Regions from separate parts of the Mus musculus genome. Here region 2 is linked to region 1. Evidence: chromatin contacts called from public Hi-C data. All regions are on one chromosome and are shown on one strand. The core of a region is the stretch at or near the end of the contact, and the rest is flanking DNA. Distances in the headings are between cores, read along the strand shown.

Region 1 (7,672 bases), core at 3,528-6,027:
AGGGGAAGCAAGCCCTCCATGGCCTCTGCATCAGCTCCTGCTTCCTGACCTGCTTGAGTTCCAGTCCTGACTTCCTTTGGTGATGAACAGCAATGTGGAAGTGTAAGCTGAATAGATCCTTTCCTCCCCAACTTGCTTCTTGGTCATGCTTCTTGGTGCAGGAATAGAAACCCTGACTAAGACAATCTTAAATAAAATATTTCCATTCTAGAGGAAGGGTCAATAAGGCAAGAGAAATAAGCAACTCACAACTCCCAGGAAGTTTATTTATTTTATGTATGAGTACACTATAGCTGTCTTCAGACACACCAGAAAAGGGTGTCGGATCCCATTACAGATGGTTGTGAGCCACCATGTGGTTGCTCGGAATTGAACTTTTGACCTCTGAAAGAACAGTCAGTGCTCTTAACCACCAAGCCATTTTTCCAGCCCAAGGTCCCTGTCTTAGTTAGGGTTTTACTGCTGTGTACAGACACCATGACCAATACAAAATACAAGTCTTGTAAAGGACATTTAATTGGGGCTGGCTTATATGTTCAGAGGTTCAGTCTATTATCAAGGCGGGAGCAGGCAGACATGGTGTAGGCGGAGCTGAGAGTTCTATATCTTCATCTGAAGGCTGCTAGCAGAATACTGACTTCCAGGCAGCTAGCATGAGGGGTCTTAAAGCTCACACCCACAGTGACACACCTACTCCAACAAGTCCACACCCACTGATAGTGCCAGTCCCTGGGCCAAACATATACAAATCATCACAGTCCCTTGCTCCTCAGGGTTATATAAAAATTAAAGGGACTTTCCAATTTGTTGAGTGGCCTACATGTCCTGCAGAGAGCTCCAGAGATGCCACTTTTGTGAAGGTCCATGATGGATGAGGTTTTTGGTGATGCATCTGTCTTTGAGCTGTCCATGTTTCTATAAGCAATCTAGTAAACTATTTGGTTCATCAAGTTAGATGTTGGTAGAATTGGGGTTTTTTTGTTTTGTTTTGTTGTGTTGGTCTCTTGTTGGTATCAGTCTTCAGTGAATAGACATTTGCTCAGCTTCTCCAGGAAAAGTCATACAACAGTGTGCATGGTGTCTCTCTCTGTGGTGTGTGTGTGTATACCACAGTGAATGTGTGGAAATCAGAGGATACCTACTTTAGTTTGAGACAGTCTCTTTTGTTTCAGCTGCTTTGCTGTATATTCCAGCCCCCTTGTTTAGTTTTTACATAATCCTGTTCGTCCACTATTTTTCCTTAAGATTTTAAAAAATGTGTTTTCCTGTATGTATACATGTACTGCATGTGTGCTTTGTGCCTGTGGAGGTTAGAAAGGGGCTTCAGATCCTATGGTGTTGGAGTTATGGATGTCTATGAATCAATAAGGTGCTGAAAACCAAACCTGGGCCCTCTTAGAGAACAAGTGCTCTTACTTGCTGAGTCATCTTTGCAGCCCTACTATCCTATTTTGTAAGGACTATTTTTGTATTTTTAATTTTAATTTATTATATGTATCTTTTGCCTGCATGTATGTTTATGCATCACATGCATGCTTAGAACCTGCAGAGCCAGAAGAGGGCATTGGATCTCCTGGCATTGGGGGAGCCTCAGGGGATTTCCTTTGGAAGGTGCTGGTTTCTGTTTCCTTGTATATTGCATTAGATACCTGTTACCCTCAGTTGTCCCTTCTGCAGGATGTTCTCTCCTATTGACTCTTCTGTGAAGCAGACAGTGTTCTGTAGAGGAAACAATCAAGGGTAATTAAACTAAGCCATGATGATTGAGCTCTGATCTGTTCTCAGTCAAATGTGGGGCAGTGCTGTTCAGCCTTCTTGCTTCAAGTACTTCTGTACCTGTAGTACAGTAAAGAAAGGGGGATTTGGCTCTAATTTGTTTGAATATGGTTTCCTTATGATGTAGCTTTAAGCTTTAATTTTTAATAATTATATTATTTTTTTTTTTAATTTTATGTGCATTGGTGTTTCATGTGCCTGTGAGGGTGTCTGGAGTTAAGTGTTAGCTGCCATGTGGGTGCTGTAGGTACTGGAAATTAAACCCAGGTCTACTGGAAGGGCAACTGGTGCTCTTAACTGCTGAGCCATCTCTCTAGTCCTAAATTAGTTTGTTTAGTCATGATAGTAAGCTCTAGTGTTCTGGTAAATAGCTTGGTGCCTATGTTACCTGTGTCTTCTGGAACTGTTTACTATAAAGAATGAAACTATCAAAAGTACCCTGGGAACTGTGGCTTAGTTGTGTACCGTTTGTTTTTGAGAAAAGTCTCATTGTATACCCCGACTGATCTGGAACTCCATATATATCAGGCCCACCTCTGTCTCACAAGTGCTGGACCTAAAGACATGAATTGTCATGACATGAAGTCATAATATTTACATTTTATTTTGTGTGACTGGATGTTTTGCCTGTGTATGTCTGGTACTAAGAAGAGAACGTTCGATCCCCTGAAACTGGAGATGTATTATTGTGAGATAACTGGGTGGGTGCTGAGAACTGAACCAGATTACCCTTGAAGAGTAGCCAGTGCTCTTTACCACTGAGCCTTTTCTCTAGTCCCTGAAATTATAATTGTTGATAATGAGGATTATTGATACTATCATGAACCTTCCTTGTTTTAAACATATTTCCAGGCCTAGGGAGATAGCTCAAGTAGGGGTCAGTGAAGTGCACAAGTGTGAAAACATTAGTTTGGATCCCTAGAATACACGTAAAAATTGGGTATGGTAGTGGGTGTATGTGCAGAGAACATGGAACTGTAAAGTGCTCACCAGTTGGGGTGTCAACACAAGATTTGTTTTCTGAATTGAATATGTTGCATTTATTCACACAAACACTCCTTAATAATATCATGCTAATATAAAAGTTAAACAGGCAGAGATGCTGCTGCAGGGTCCCCTGGAGAATCTTCTCTGGTGAGGATGCTTCAGAAACTTGGAAGCTTATCCAACTTCCTCCATAAAGTACTTTTAGTTGTAGAGAGCTGGGAAGGTGGCACCGGTGGAGGTCCCAGGAGGTCTTTGTAAGTATAAACCAACAATTAGCTCTGTTGGACAGGCCTGTGTGGGCCCAGCCACAGAGCCAGAAGTTCAATGGTCACTGAGGCCCGGACTGCTCACAAAGTCTCCAGTTCTCTTGCTGATGGGTATCAATACACATGCTAGCAAAGCTGTGTCTCAAGAGTATGGCTAGAGACCATTACCAAGTCACACAAAAAGGTATTTAAGTTATTTGTTCCTTGTAGCATGCCTGTAACTAACTGTCTTAGGGTTTTACTGCTCTGAACAGACACCATGACCAAGGCAACTTTTGTAAGGACATTTAAATGGGGCTGGCTTACAGGTTTAGAGCAATCCATTATCATCAAGGCAGGATCATGGCAGTGTCCAGGCAGGCATGGTGCCGGAGGAGCTGAACGTTCTACATCTTCATCTGAAGGACTTCTAGGAGAAAACTGGCACCCAATTGGTTAGGAGGAGGGTCTTAAAGCCCAGGCCCACAGTGATACACTTCCTCCAACAAGGCCATACCTCCAAATAGTGCTACTCCCTGGCCAAGCATATTCAAACTACCACACTAACCCTAGTAATGCTAACAGAAAGGACAGGTGAATCCACAGGACTAGTTGACTTAGCCCGACCATCAAAGTAGGGAGCTCTGTGTTCAGTGAGAGCCTGTCTCAGAAAAAAAAATGTAGATACCCAAAATTGACCTGGCCCACCATAAGTGCATGCACCGGAGAGCACACTTGCATGCATTCTCACAAATATATCCTATACACATTTCTAGTGTTTGTTAATGGTCTTCAAAGTGTGAGGTTGTGCATGTTGTGGTATTCATGTGGAATAAAGAGGACATCTTGGAAGTAGAAATAAAGCTAATAAATTCAAGAGAGTAGTGAAAGTATGATAGTGCATGACAGTACTTGAGAGATAGAGGCAAGAGTATCTCTGAATTTAAAATAATAAATAATTACCAGATGGTGGTGGCAGCATGCACTTTTAATCCCAGCCCTTGGGAGGTAGAGGAAGGCGGATGAGTTGAGGTCAGCCTTGTATACAGGGTTACATAGAGAACCCTTGACTCAAAAATAAAAATAAGTCCAATAAAAGATTTAAAAGCAAGAAAATAACTAGTTTACATGGGCAATAAATCAAACAGTGGAAAATAAACAAAATTGTCCACTTTTCTTTTCACTCTGTCCTTTCCTTCCCTCCCAGATTTTATTTCTCTTTTTCAGACTTGGCTTCTGGACTTTCCACAGCCTCCCACGGCTGTCCTCTGTGTGTATCATGTAGGTGCCTACATTCCTCTCCTTGTTGAAAGCAGTCTAATGCTCCTTAATCCCAGTACCTGTCTTTTTCCCTTAATAATCCAGCTGGGAGAAGGGTAAGGCAGGCAGATCCACTGCATTGTTGAGTGACTCTGGGACTGGCTTTAGTACCGTGTTCTCTCTCACTGCTGATAGTTTAAATGGCTGTTAAAGTTGCTTTCAAGATTGAGTGGTTTAGGTTCTTTTGTTTGTTTTTTGAGACAGGTCTCACTGAGAAGTCCTGGCTAATCTGAAACTTGATTGTCTCTATACCCAGATTGTTTTAGCCACCCTCCTATCAACTGCTTTCCAAATGATGACATTAGAGATGTGCACCACCATACCGGGCAGTATTTTCCCCCTCTCTTATTCAAATAACACTTAAAAGAATATTCTTGTGACTATCATTACCATCTATAGATTAAATTCCTGAAAATGAAACTTCTAAGTGCAAGTTTTGGATTGAGTAAGTGTTTCTAAGTTATCTCTGAGGAAGTTATGTCAGTGTATGAAAGATCTTGTTCTTCTACGTGCCCTACACATTGCATTAGTTAACATTATATATATCCCAAATACACGTTAGAAATAAATTCAGCATCACAAAGAAAGAGACCACCATTCTTACTGAAGTGTCTGGATGAAGTAAACACGTTACTTGGACCAAGAGGATGTGCTCTGTAAGAGCAAATACACACCAAGATGGGACATGGATTTGGTTTTTATACTAAGGAAATTTGCAACTTTATTTTCCCAGTTGGCTAGAGTCTACCTCACAATCTTATTCAATTGTCTGAATAATCTGAAAGAATTGGTGCATAGGAAATGGAGGAAGTAGGGAAGGAATCAAATTCCTAGAATCGAGCACTGGGTCTTTGAGTAAACAGGGTTTTACTGGATGGGGAAGATTCAAATATTTCCAAGTCTTATAAGGTAGAGGAGACAAAAAGATCTTAATTCCTTGTCCTACGCACAAGTTTTATAGTATTAGAAAAGACTCATATTTGATATTTCTTTCACATATAGAAATAAGAAATCCTTATTTATAATTTTTCACTTTTTTTTTTCTTAACTGGAATTGAACTTCTTGTGATTAGAAGATATATTTTCTGTGAGGTACATATACTTTTGCTGATTTTTCTCTTTGGTTGTTGCTTTTCATATTATTACTGAATGCTATAACAGGTCATTTTTGTGCTGTTTCAAATATTTGTTCCCACTTTGTGATTTGTCTTGGATATTGGCTATGATGGTTTGCTTTGTAAAAAATTTGAATTTTGTGATCAAATTTACATGTCTAAGCTAAGCTTTGCAGCTGTTTTAGAGAATGTCATCCTTGATGTTGAGATTTAATTAAATTAAATTTATTTTTGAGATTTTAACAAAAACTCAGTAAGTGTGGTTCAGTGATGCAGCTACAGGATGGAGCTGCAAAACTCATGTTATTTTGCAGATTCTGATCCGAATTCCTGTCTGCCTTGTAGGCTGGTTCATTTTCAGCCTCATGGTAAAACTGCACTTTTACTAGTATGAGTCACATTGGAAATTAAAGTCATGCCTGTGCTTTTTATTCCTGTTAACTACTGAACCTGATAACCAGTTAGATACTAAAGGAAAATTTATAAAATCTGAAGGTGAAAATGGTTATATAAACAAAGGTATTGATAATGAGTAGAATAGTTGGTATATCTCTATCACATTTCTGACTCTTTGGAAACATCTTTTAGTCTTTACTATAAACTTGATAGCTACAAAGGAAAAACATAAAAAAACAAGTAGATTGAGCTTTTTGAGGTTTTTTTTGTTTGTTTGTTTTTTGTGTTTGTTTGTTTGTTTGTTTTGGGGGGTTTTTCATTTTTTTTTTGTTTTTTGTTTTTTGTTTTGCAGTGGCTAAGAGAATGAACTTGTCCTATTATGTACCCCAATTCCAGGGAAAACCACCGTCACAGTTTTGAGATCCAAGATCTCTTGGATCCTGTTGATCTGTAAAGCTATGGCTGCAAAATTACTAATTGGGTAACCTGCTGCCACAGTTAGGTTTGGAAGTAATGATTTGTGACAAAGCAAACAAGATATTGAACAAGATTTTTTCCTCCCTGATGACACAGTTGTGTATACAGATAGGTAGATTGAGAACCAGATTGTGGAGCCACTGTTCTCCAGGGCAGACAGTTGATCTGTTCTCTTGGAAGGAACATCCTGTTATAGGCTGGACTGATGGCTCCTTTACTGAATAACCAAGGCTGTGAAGCCATTTCTAAATCCCTAAACTAGAGGAAATCCTTTGCTGTCTATTGACATGACTAAAGCATTGTGTGACAGGAAAGGCAAAGGTAATATGCTGGCTTAAACAAAAGGGTATGTGGTCTTTTGTGCTCTAGTGCTGGAAACTATCCAAAATAAATTTGCTTCCTTCTGTAGGCAGCATTCCTGATCTCTGTGCAGGAACATTTAACAGTGTCAGTGCATGGAGTGTCAGTGCATGGAGTGTCCACTTTGGTTAAAGCAGATGACCGCTCCAGGCTTGTGAAGGCAGGCACCTGCTTCTCTTCACACTGGAAGCTGCCAGAGCCCTTCTTTGTTCAGGAGGATGCCAGGTTTCAGGACTGTAGGGGTTTGTCTGGTTTTGTTTTAGTTTTATTTCTAATCCTTCTATCTCCCAAGTGTGGTGTTACAGTTTGGGAGCTGGGGTGGGGTGTGACAGCTCAATTGAAAAAGTGCTTCCCATATAAAAATGAGGGCCTGAATTTGATCCTCAGTCATGATGGCAATGAATGAGCGTGCAATCCCAGTACAGTGAGGTAAAGATTGACTGATCCCTGGGACTTGGTGGCTGCCAGCCTAGCCAAATAAGGGAGCTCCAGGTCCTACTGGGAGACCTTTAATCTATAGAGGCAGGTAGATTGCTGCGAATTCAATGTGATCTTGGTCTGTCTCAAAACAAAAACAAAACAAGCAACCAACCACACAGACAACAACAAAAAAACCCAAGCTGGACAACTCCTATAGAATGATAACTCATACAACCCTTATTGATATTTAATTAATTAAAAATGATTTACCGGGTGTGGTAGTGTTTATTTTTTATCCCAGCACTCAGGGGGCAAAAGCAGGTGGATCTCTGTGAGTTTAGGCCAGCCAGGCCTACATAGAAGAAAATCCTGTCTCAAAAAAAAACAAAATTTACATTTCCCTGGTGATAAAGGATGTTGAACAGTTTTTCAGGTGCTTCTCAGCCATTCGGTATTTCTCAGTTGAGAATTCTTTGTTTAGCTCTGTATCCCATTTTTTAATGGGGTTATTTGAATTTCTGGAGTCCAGCTTCTTGAGCTCTTTGTATATATTGGGTATTAGTCCCCTATCAGATT
Region 2 (7,672 bases), core at 1,669-4,168, 150 kb after region 1:
GTTTGTTATCCAAGATAACCAGCCTGCCAAGATTCCACAAATCTATCCTACTTGTAAAACTTTGCAGCACATCTTTTAATCTCCCCAACCTGGTAAAATTTTGTTTGTACAAAAGCACCACTGCCTTTCTGGAACCTGTTGGCCTCCCATGTCTTTTTCCTTTCTTTGCACCAACTCTTTAAAAACTAGCCAGCTGCCGGGCGTGGTGGCACACGCCTTTAATCCCAGCATTCGAGAGGCAGAGGCAGGTGAATTTCTGAGTTTGAGGCCAGCCTGGTCTACAGAGTGAGTTCCAGGACAGCCAGGAGTACACAGAGAAACCCTGTCTCAAAAAAAAAAAAAAAACCAAAAAATCAAAAACCAACCAAACAACAACCCCCCCCCCCCCAAAAAAAAAAGGAAAAAAAAAAAAAACCCTAGCCAGCCACAAGACTGAGGTCAGATTGTCCCAGCCAAAGGGAAAAAGATACAAATCTGAACTTGTGTTATGCTTGCTAGCTTAGTTTGGGTCATGGCACACTATTCTGCAAAGAGAAATTAACTCTGTTTGTGTGTCTTTGTTGTCACTGAGAAAAATGTCTTCAAGAGATTGAACCCAGGAGCTGGTGCACACAAGGCTTGTCTGGAGCCCTGGCTTATACTCCCAGATCCATGAACACTTTTTTTCCAAATTGTTCAGTCAAGGGGTGTTGAATATGGTGGCTCTTACCTGTAATTTCTAATTTCTGGAGGTTAAGGCAAGAAGATTATCTCAAGGTTGTTGCCAGTGAGGTCTACACAAACAAGACAGTAAGACTTTGCCTCAAAAAAAAAAACAAAACAAAACAAAAAAAAAAAAAACAAAAATCAAAAACCAAAAAACAAAACAAAAAACCAGGAAATGGAAGTGATGCCTGAGGATTTCTTTTCAGAGACCTATATTTTTTTTTTCATTTTTTTTTCCGCTTTTTTTAAAAACAGAAGTCTCATTCTATATATTCTGTAGTCTTGGATGAACTGACCTCACAGAGATCCTCCACCTCTACCTCCCAAATTCTGGGATTAATAAGGTGTTCATTGGGGCTGGAGAGATGACTCAGTGGTTAAGAGCACCAACTGCTCTTCCAAAGGTCCTGAGTTCAAATCCCAGCAACCACATGGTGCCTCACAACCAACCGTAATGAGATCTGATGCCCTCTTCTGGTGCATCTGAAAACACCTACAGTGTACTTAGATATAATAATAAACAAACAAACAAACAAGGTGTTCATTCCCAGCCCCCAAAAGACTTTAATATAGATTTAATATCATGGGTCTTTTGAAAGCTCTGGGGAAAGATAAAACTAGGTCTACATGCAAACATGCACATGTCTGGAGTGAATCACATCCCCTGGAGCTGGAGTACTAGGCAGTTGTGGATCACCTGATATGGGTGTTGGGAATTGAACTCAGATCCTCTAGAAAGAGCAACTAATGTTTTTTACTGAGTCATCTCCTCAGACCCTGTGTTAGAATTCTTTTTTTTTTTTTTTTTTTTTTTTCTGAGACAGGGTTTCTCTGTGCAGCCCTGGCTGTCCTGGAACTCACTCTGTAGACCAGGCTGGCCTGGAACTCAGAAATCTGCCTGTCTCTGCCTCCCAAGTGCTGGGATTAAAGGCATTTGCCACCACTGCCCTGCGTGTTAGAATTCTTAAATGTCATGTGGCAAGAGGCTTCAGCCAGACTCTGAGGCGAGGGGACTCCTTTCCCTATTCTCTACCTTATAACTGGCTTTGTCTTTCGGCGCTGCTTCAATAGAAAGCTTGGGTTGCTGGGCTGTCAGCCCTGGAGTATGCAAGCACACACACCTTCCACTCGTCACTAGGCCAGACTCCTTGATTCCTGCCATTGAGGGTGGTAGTGGGTAAGATTGAGAGCAGAAAGGTGGAAGGAGAGGTGGAGGAAGGTAAAGGAAAGGGCGGGAACTTTTGTGCTTAGTTTTCATTTCAGTCTTGGACAGCCATCTTGTAGGGCTGAAAGTCAATTAGAAAAGAGATCTGGCCAAATTCTATGTTTCACAAAAGGGGAAGTGTAGTGTTTGGGAACCTTGGGGGCAGAACAGAAGCAAGGAGACAAGGAGCCATTCTGGAGGGTTCTATCTGGAGTTGAGTATATCCTACATGTGAGGGAGCATCCAAGGATCTGTGACTTCAGATCATGGGTCTCCACATCTTCTGTGCTTGTCCTTCTCAGGCGTTGAGAAGGTGGGCGTCCAACCATAACATTCTGAGATCAATATGTTCTCTTTCATTCTTACTTTCCAGTGCAGTGTTAGCTAACCTTTTGAAACTTACTGGGCAAGATGAAAAACTACTCATCCTATGGGTGTAAGTGGGGGTGGGGTGAGGATTTAAATGTCTATTTATTTATACAGGAGCTTATTGATTTATTGAGACAGGAGCTTATTGTGGGATCTGATGTCCTTCTCGGGTGTGTCCGAAGACAGTACATTCACATACAAAAAGTAAATACATCTTTAAAATAACCGTGTTTGAAATCTAGACCCTGGATTCAGCACTGCGAGTTGGTAATGATGAGGCCTCTCACGGTTCACTCTAAGTCGGGCCTGCTTGTTGGGTCGGCCGAACCTCGGGACCACAATTCTCCAAGTCCATAGGAGTGTGAGTCATACTACGCTATCAGGTCCTTATCTCCGAATCCACTGTGTCAGAGGCTGTGAGCGTCCTTCCTCCCAGCCTGCTTCCGGGCAAACGCAGGCTCCTTGGTTCGGCTACAGTCGCCTCAGGCTTTAGAGCCCTCCAGGCACAGAGCTTGCGCAAGGGGACGCTTCCCGCCCTATTCAGCCACCTTCGCCTATGTAAACCCTCCAGAATCCCACCGTCCTCAGCTCCGAGAATCTTCCGGAACGCTAGACCAGCGCTATCAAGTCCGACGCGCACGGAGGCTGCTGCGCACGTTAGCTTCAGGGCCGGGCGGAAGTCGACGTCGCCGGGCCGCGCCGCCACCGCGTGACGCACTTCCTGTTTGTTGTTGGAGAAAAGAAGAGAAAGGAAAGCGCGAGGAGACGCCGCCGCCGCCACCGCCACCAGCGCAGCTGTGCCACAGCCGCGAGGAGACCGGCCGCCTGACTTCCCTCCTCGCTGGCCGCCGTGTCCTCGGTGAGGGTCCGCGAGCCGCGGCGAAAAGCAGGGTTGACTACGGCGGGAGGGGAAGGCCTGCGAATGGGCTAACCCGCTTGGCTCCCGGAATACGGGTGCAGGAACCGGGTCGACAGTGGGGCCGGTACTGCTCACAAGGCCGAACGGGTTCCAGTCTAGGCTGTAGTCTTGTGTCTAGGTCTGGGGCTTAAGGTGTTCCTGGTCTGGGCCGGTTGTAGATTGGGTCTGTGGAGAGCGTTTGCCGTTCTTGGTCAGGCCTAGCTCGGGGCTTAGCTGCGGTCCGCTTCCCTAGTTCTCTGGTCGAAGGTGGCGGTTGGGTCCGGCACGCGCTAGGTCGGCCGCAGAGCTCCAGGAGTAGGCAAGGCTGGTGTCACCCAGTCCTGGCGTCCTCACTGCATTCTGCAAGCAAGGGGTCAGGTGGCCTGCGAAGAGCAGGACTCCCATGGAAGGCGCAATCACCGGCCCAGGCCTCCAGGCAGCGAAGGGGGCCGGGTGGGAAGGCCAAGGCGGTTTCCAGGGACTGTTGGGAAGTTTGCTAGGCGACCCGCCTGGCTCAGCTTACTTTTAAAACTAGTTTGATGTTGGCCTCGAAGGTTGCTTTGCTGTGGTTTACGTAACAAAGTTTATGTAACTGGAGTTTACACTAAGTCTTAATTTACTTCGGTTGTGTTGACAAGGAACTCTGCACTGCAAACTAAAAGGTCTTAAAAACTTTGGAGATGGAGTTTTTTTTTTTTTTTTTAAACAGGAGGGGTTTGTCAAGTTTTAAAAGCTTTGTTACCGAAGAAGTTGTATGTGAACCGTTGAAAGGGAATGGTGGGGATGGTCCCACCTTCTAAGGTGGGGAGTGCCTGCCCAGTGCAGCCACTTTGGTTTTTTTGTAACGTCTTTATTTGAACCTTAGATTTGTGGTTAGGGTTTACGCATTCTAGGCCGTAGAATCTCAGGACGCTCAGCTTGCTAGGGAAGTGATACCAACTTTAAGGCAACTGTTTTAGTAGAAATATTGGACATAAAAGCCAGAGGAGGGAACAACCTAAAGAACAAGCGCCCTGATATTTGAACTTAGTCTGTTCTTGTTTGTAAAGTAAACCCCACAGTAGACTTACTGATTCCTGGAAGGACTCCTTTGTTGTACTTTGGGATATCGCCACCACAGGCCGAATTGCCCTCCGGTGTGTGATTACGGTGTCATCAGTACACACACTTGGGTGGAGCTTTGGAATTAGGAAGAACATGAAAGAAATATGGGAAGAAATGCTGCCTTTTGTAGGTATGGTTGACTTGGAAGTTTCAGTCTTCTCTTCACTCTTGCCCAGGCAGACCATGCCTGTCTTTTTGTTTGTTTGTTTGTTTGTTTTTGAGACAGGGTTTCTCTGTAGCCCTGGCTGTCCCTGAACTCACTTTGTAGACCAGGCTGGCCTTGAACTCAAATCTACCTGCCTCTGCCTCCCAAGTGCTGGGATTAAAGGCGTGTGCCACCACGCCCGGCTTGCAAACTTTTTTGGTATTGTTTTGTGTACCCCTGGCTGTCCTGGAACTCACTTTGAATAGCAGCCTGATACCAAACACAGAACTCTGCCTCCTGCTGGGATTAAAAAAAGGTGTGCACCCTCTGCACCAGCCACATCTTTAGAATTGTAAAGAAGGCACTTTGTTATCCCTGTCCACTATTGGTGTGATAGCGTGTGCCTTTTACATTATTTAATACTCAAGGATGTGCGTGTACTTTTAGACCTTGTCTGATGCCTTTCTAAAGAACAAGCAAATAGAACAGAATTGTCCTTTCGACTTGGTTCTGCTTTGCAGGATTCTTAAAAACTGACACTTTGAAAATGATTGTATGTTAAGTCTTAAATTTACCCAGGACACCATCTGGTAGTGAAGGGCCTACAGTTAAAGGCAGGATTTTGTAGGAGGGATTAGAGTGGCAAATTAATATTATTTTCATGTATAGAGTTTAAGAGAGTAACTTTGGGAATAAAGTCACAGTGAGCTGTGTAGTGTTGTGTGGGTCCTTGATACCAGTAATTCAAGAGGGTGAGGTAGAATTTTAGGTAGAGGCCATCTTGGCCTGTAAAGTGAGACTCTACTTCAAGCAGTAAGCCTGAGGTTAACCAGAAACGAGCTGGTGAGAACAAGACGGAAATGTTACTGTTGTAATTGGGCTGGTGAGGTGGTTAAACACCTAAAGCATAGGAAGAAGGCCTGAGGACTAGAGTTGGAACCCAAATAAGGATGGCAGGAGGGCATTGACTCAAAGTTGTCGTGTGGACTCCACAGGTGTGCCCCTCCCCTAATGAGCGTGGGAGGGAGAAATGGACCATTTTCTCCTGAAGCCACAGTGTACTGTTTCTGAGTGCTCCCCAAGCATGTTTAAGTCTGCTAAAAATCCTTTTTTTGGAGGTGGTGGTGGTGGGGGAGCCTGGAGACTGACTTAGTAGATAAGCCAGCTAGTAGCTAGTTGGATTTGTTTGTTTCTTCAGAGACAGGGTCTCTGTAGCCCTGGCTGTCCTTGGTTGAACAGCCTGGCCTGGCCTCACAAATATCCTCCAGTTTCTGCCTCCCAAGAGCTGGGATTAAAGGAATGCACCACCATGTCTGGTCTAGGAATTTCGTTTTTATTAGATAGACCTATGGATAAAGTGTTCTGTCAAACTCTAATTTTGAGAGCTGGGTGTGGTCATGCACACCTTTAATCCCAGCACTCGGGAGGCAGAGGCAGGTGGATTTCTGAGTTCGAGGCCAGCCTGGTCTACAAAATGAGTTCCAAGACAGCTAGAGCTACACAGAGAAACCCCGCCTCGAAAAAACAAACAAACAAACAAAACAAAACAAAACAAAACTCCATAATTTTGGATGACCAAGGAAGAGCACATGACTATTTTCATATGTTGCTCCTACCTGAGAGTGCAAAATGCTAAAATACTTTTTATCTCCTAGGGTTACAGGTTCATCTAAAGAGGATTTTGTTCCATGTACTTCAGTTGGCTATAGGGTAGTTTTCTCTTAAAAGTACTCTCTAATCCAAGTCATAAAGACCTTTTCAGGCATTGTGAATAAATGCCATTGATTCTGGCTTCAACTGCTTAACTGTGATGTATTAAATAATAGTATTAAATGCTAGGGTCTTCAGAAAGGTTCCTTTATGAAACACGTGATTTTTGTCCCCTGTAAAATTTTGTATTTTGGGGGGAAAGGGGATGATATTGAACCTGAAAAAAGTTGCATGTGAGGTATAGGTGTGTGTATGTGAGGGTGTGTATGTGTGTGTGTATGTGTATGTGAGGGTATGTGTATGTGAGGGTGTCCTAGTGCTTTTGGAGGCCAGGGGTGGCCATTGGGTGTCCTCATTGCTTTCACACCTCCCCCCCCCCCAATAGAGGTTTCCCACTGAATCCAGGGGCTCACCAAATGGCTACATTGGCTGTTGAGATGTATCACACAGATTTGCCTCCAGCCCTCCTGCTCTGGCTAAATGTGGGTGGTGGTGATCTGGATCTGTTGTAACTGCTTGCTTTGCAGGCACTTTACTGCTACCACAGCCTGCTCTCAACCCCAGGGTTTTTCTCAGTAGTAAGTTTTGAGTCAGGGTGTCACTGAATTGTTCAGACTGGTCTCAGTACTTGTTCCTAGCAGGCTTGTGGTTGTGCACACCTTTGGGAGGCACACAGGCAGGCAGGCAAGGCGAATCTCTAGTTCAGAAGCTAATCTGGTCTACACAGAGAAACCCTGTTTCAAAACAAAACAACAAACTAAACCAAAACAAAAGTTGTCCCTAATCCTAGCTAAAATTCTCTTAACCCTCAAAGGTATGTATTTGTGTATTGTGTATCCCCTCACCCACTCAGGCAGATTTGACAGATGTTTAGTCTGTGGAGGTTGGAGAACAATTAGTAGGAGTTTTTCCATTTGGGCCCTGGGGATTGAATTGAGGCTTGGAGACAAGTGCTGAGGTCTGAGTATATTTAATATATTTTGGGAATTCATAAGATGATGATGATGAAAACAATGATACTGGACTTATAATTTATTTCCTTCCAAGTTAATTTGTTACTGCTTTGACCATTGAAGTTTTTGTTAATATTTCCATGGTTTGGAATTTTATTACTACCTCTGCCCCCTAGCTAGCTTTTTGTAGGACTGCCTCACCTGGCCTGGTTCTCTTCACATTTGTTTCCTGCTTCCATTGTCAAGAAAATAGTACTACATTTACTTAGTTTGATGCTACCACATAAATTGAACTCCCACGAGATTTTTTTAATCCTCCCCCCCCCCCCCAGGACAGGGTCTTGCTACAAGTAGTGCTAGTCGGCCTGTAATCGAATATGTAGCTTAGGTTAATTTTGAACTCTCATCTGCTGGACTTTGCCTCCCAAGTGCCTAAATTAAAAGCGTTTGCCACCATGCCCCGTGAAACTTACTAAAATTTTTTTTCTTGTTTTTGTTTTTGGAGGCAGGGTAGCCTAGGCTGCCTGGAATTTTCTATGTAGACCATGCCAGATTTGAACTTAACAAATATCCCCTCACCCCTG

Evidence for each region. Hi-C and Micro-C count contacts between places; a contact is called where the count stands out from the background.
Region 2: a Hi-C map of CD8 T cells shows a contact between it and region 1, with 2.4 times the contacts expected there. The contact joins the promoter of Dnajb6 here to the enhancer-like site in region 1. A contact is called at or near these places in 15 of 39 promoter capture datasets (the 3T3-L1 cell line, the C10 cell line, the HPC-7 cell line and 8 more), 17 of 484 Hi-C or Micro-C datasets (CD4 T cells, CD8 T cells, the G1E-ER4 cell line and 10 more), 2 of 115 datasets of contacts at active chromatin or transcription factors (CD8 T cells and bone marrow-derived macrophages) and 3 of 9 other capture datasets (adipose tissue, liver and pancreatic islet).

Annotation. Positions count from the first base shown.
Region 1 is chr5:29,577,649-29,585,320 of GRCm38.p6, forward strand. The region is part of intron 1 of Ube3c (ubiquitin protein ligase E3C); the gene reads left to right. Among named protein-coding and RNA genes, the nearest start is that of Ube3c, 12 kb to the left of the region's middle. Within about 2 kb of position 4,778, at least 8 of the 459 cell types and tissues checked have an H3K27ac peak or open chromatin away from gene starts, as enhancers often do. A contact at or near this core is called in CD8 T cells, Th1 cells and regulatory T cells, where this site is marked.
Region 2 is chr5:29,732,980-29,740,651 of GRCm38.p6, forward strand. It overlaps Dnajb6 (DnaJ heat shock protein family (Hsp40) member B6), which reads left to right and starts at 2,919. Exons shown (of 8, transcript NM_011847.4): 1 at 2,919-3,137. Gm5129 (predicted gene 5129) reads right to left here and starts at 2,957. Exons shown (of 1, transcript NR_028426.1): 1 at 2,355-2,957.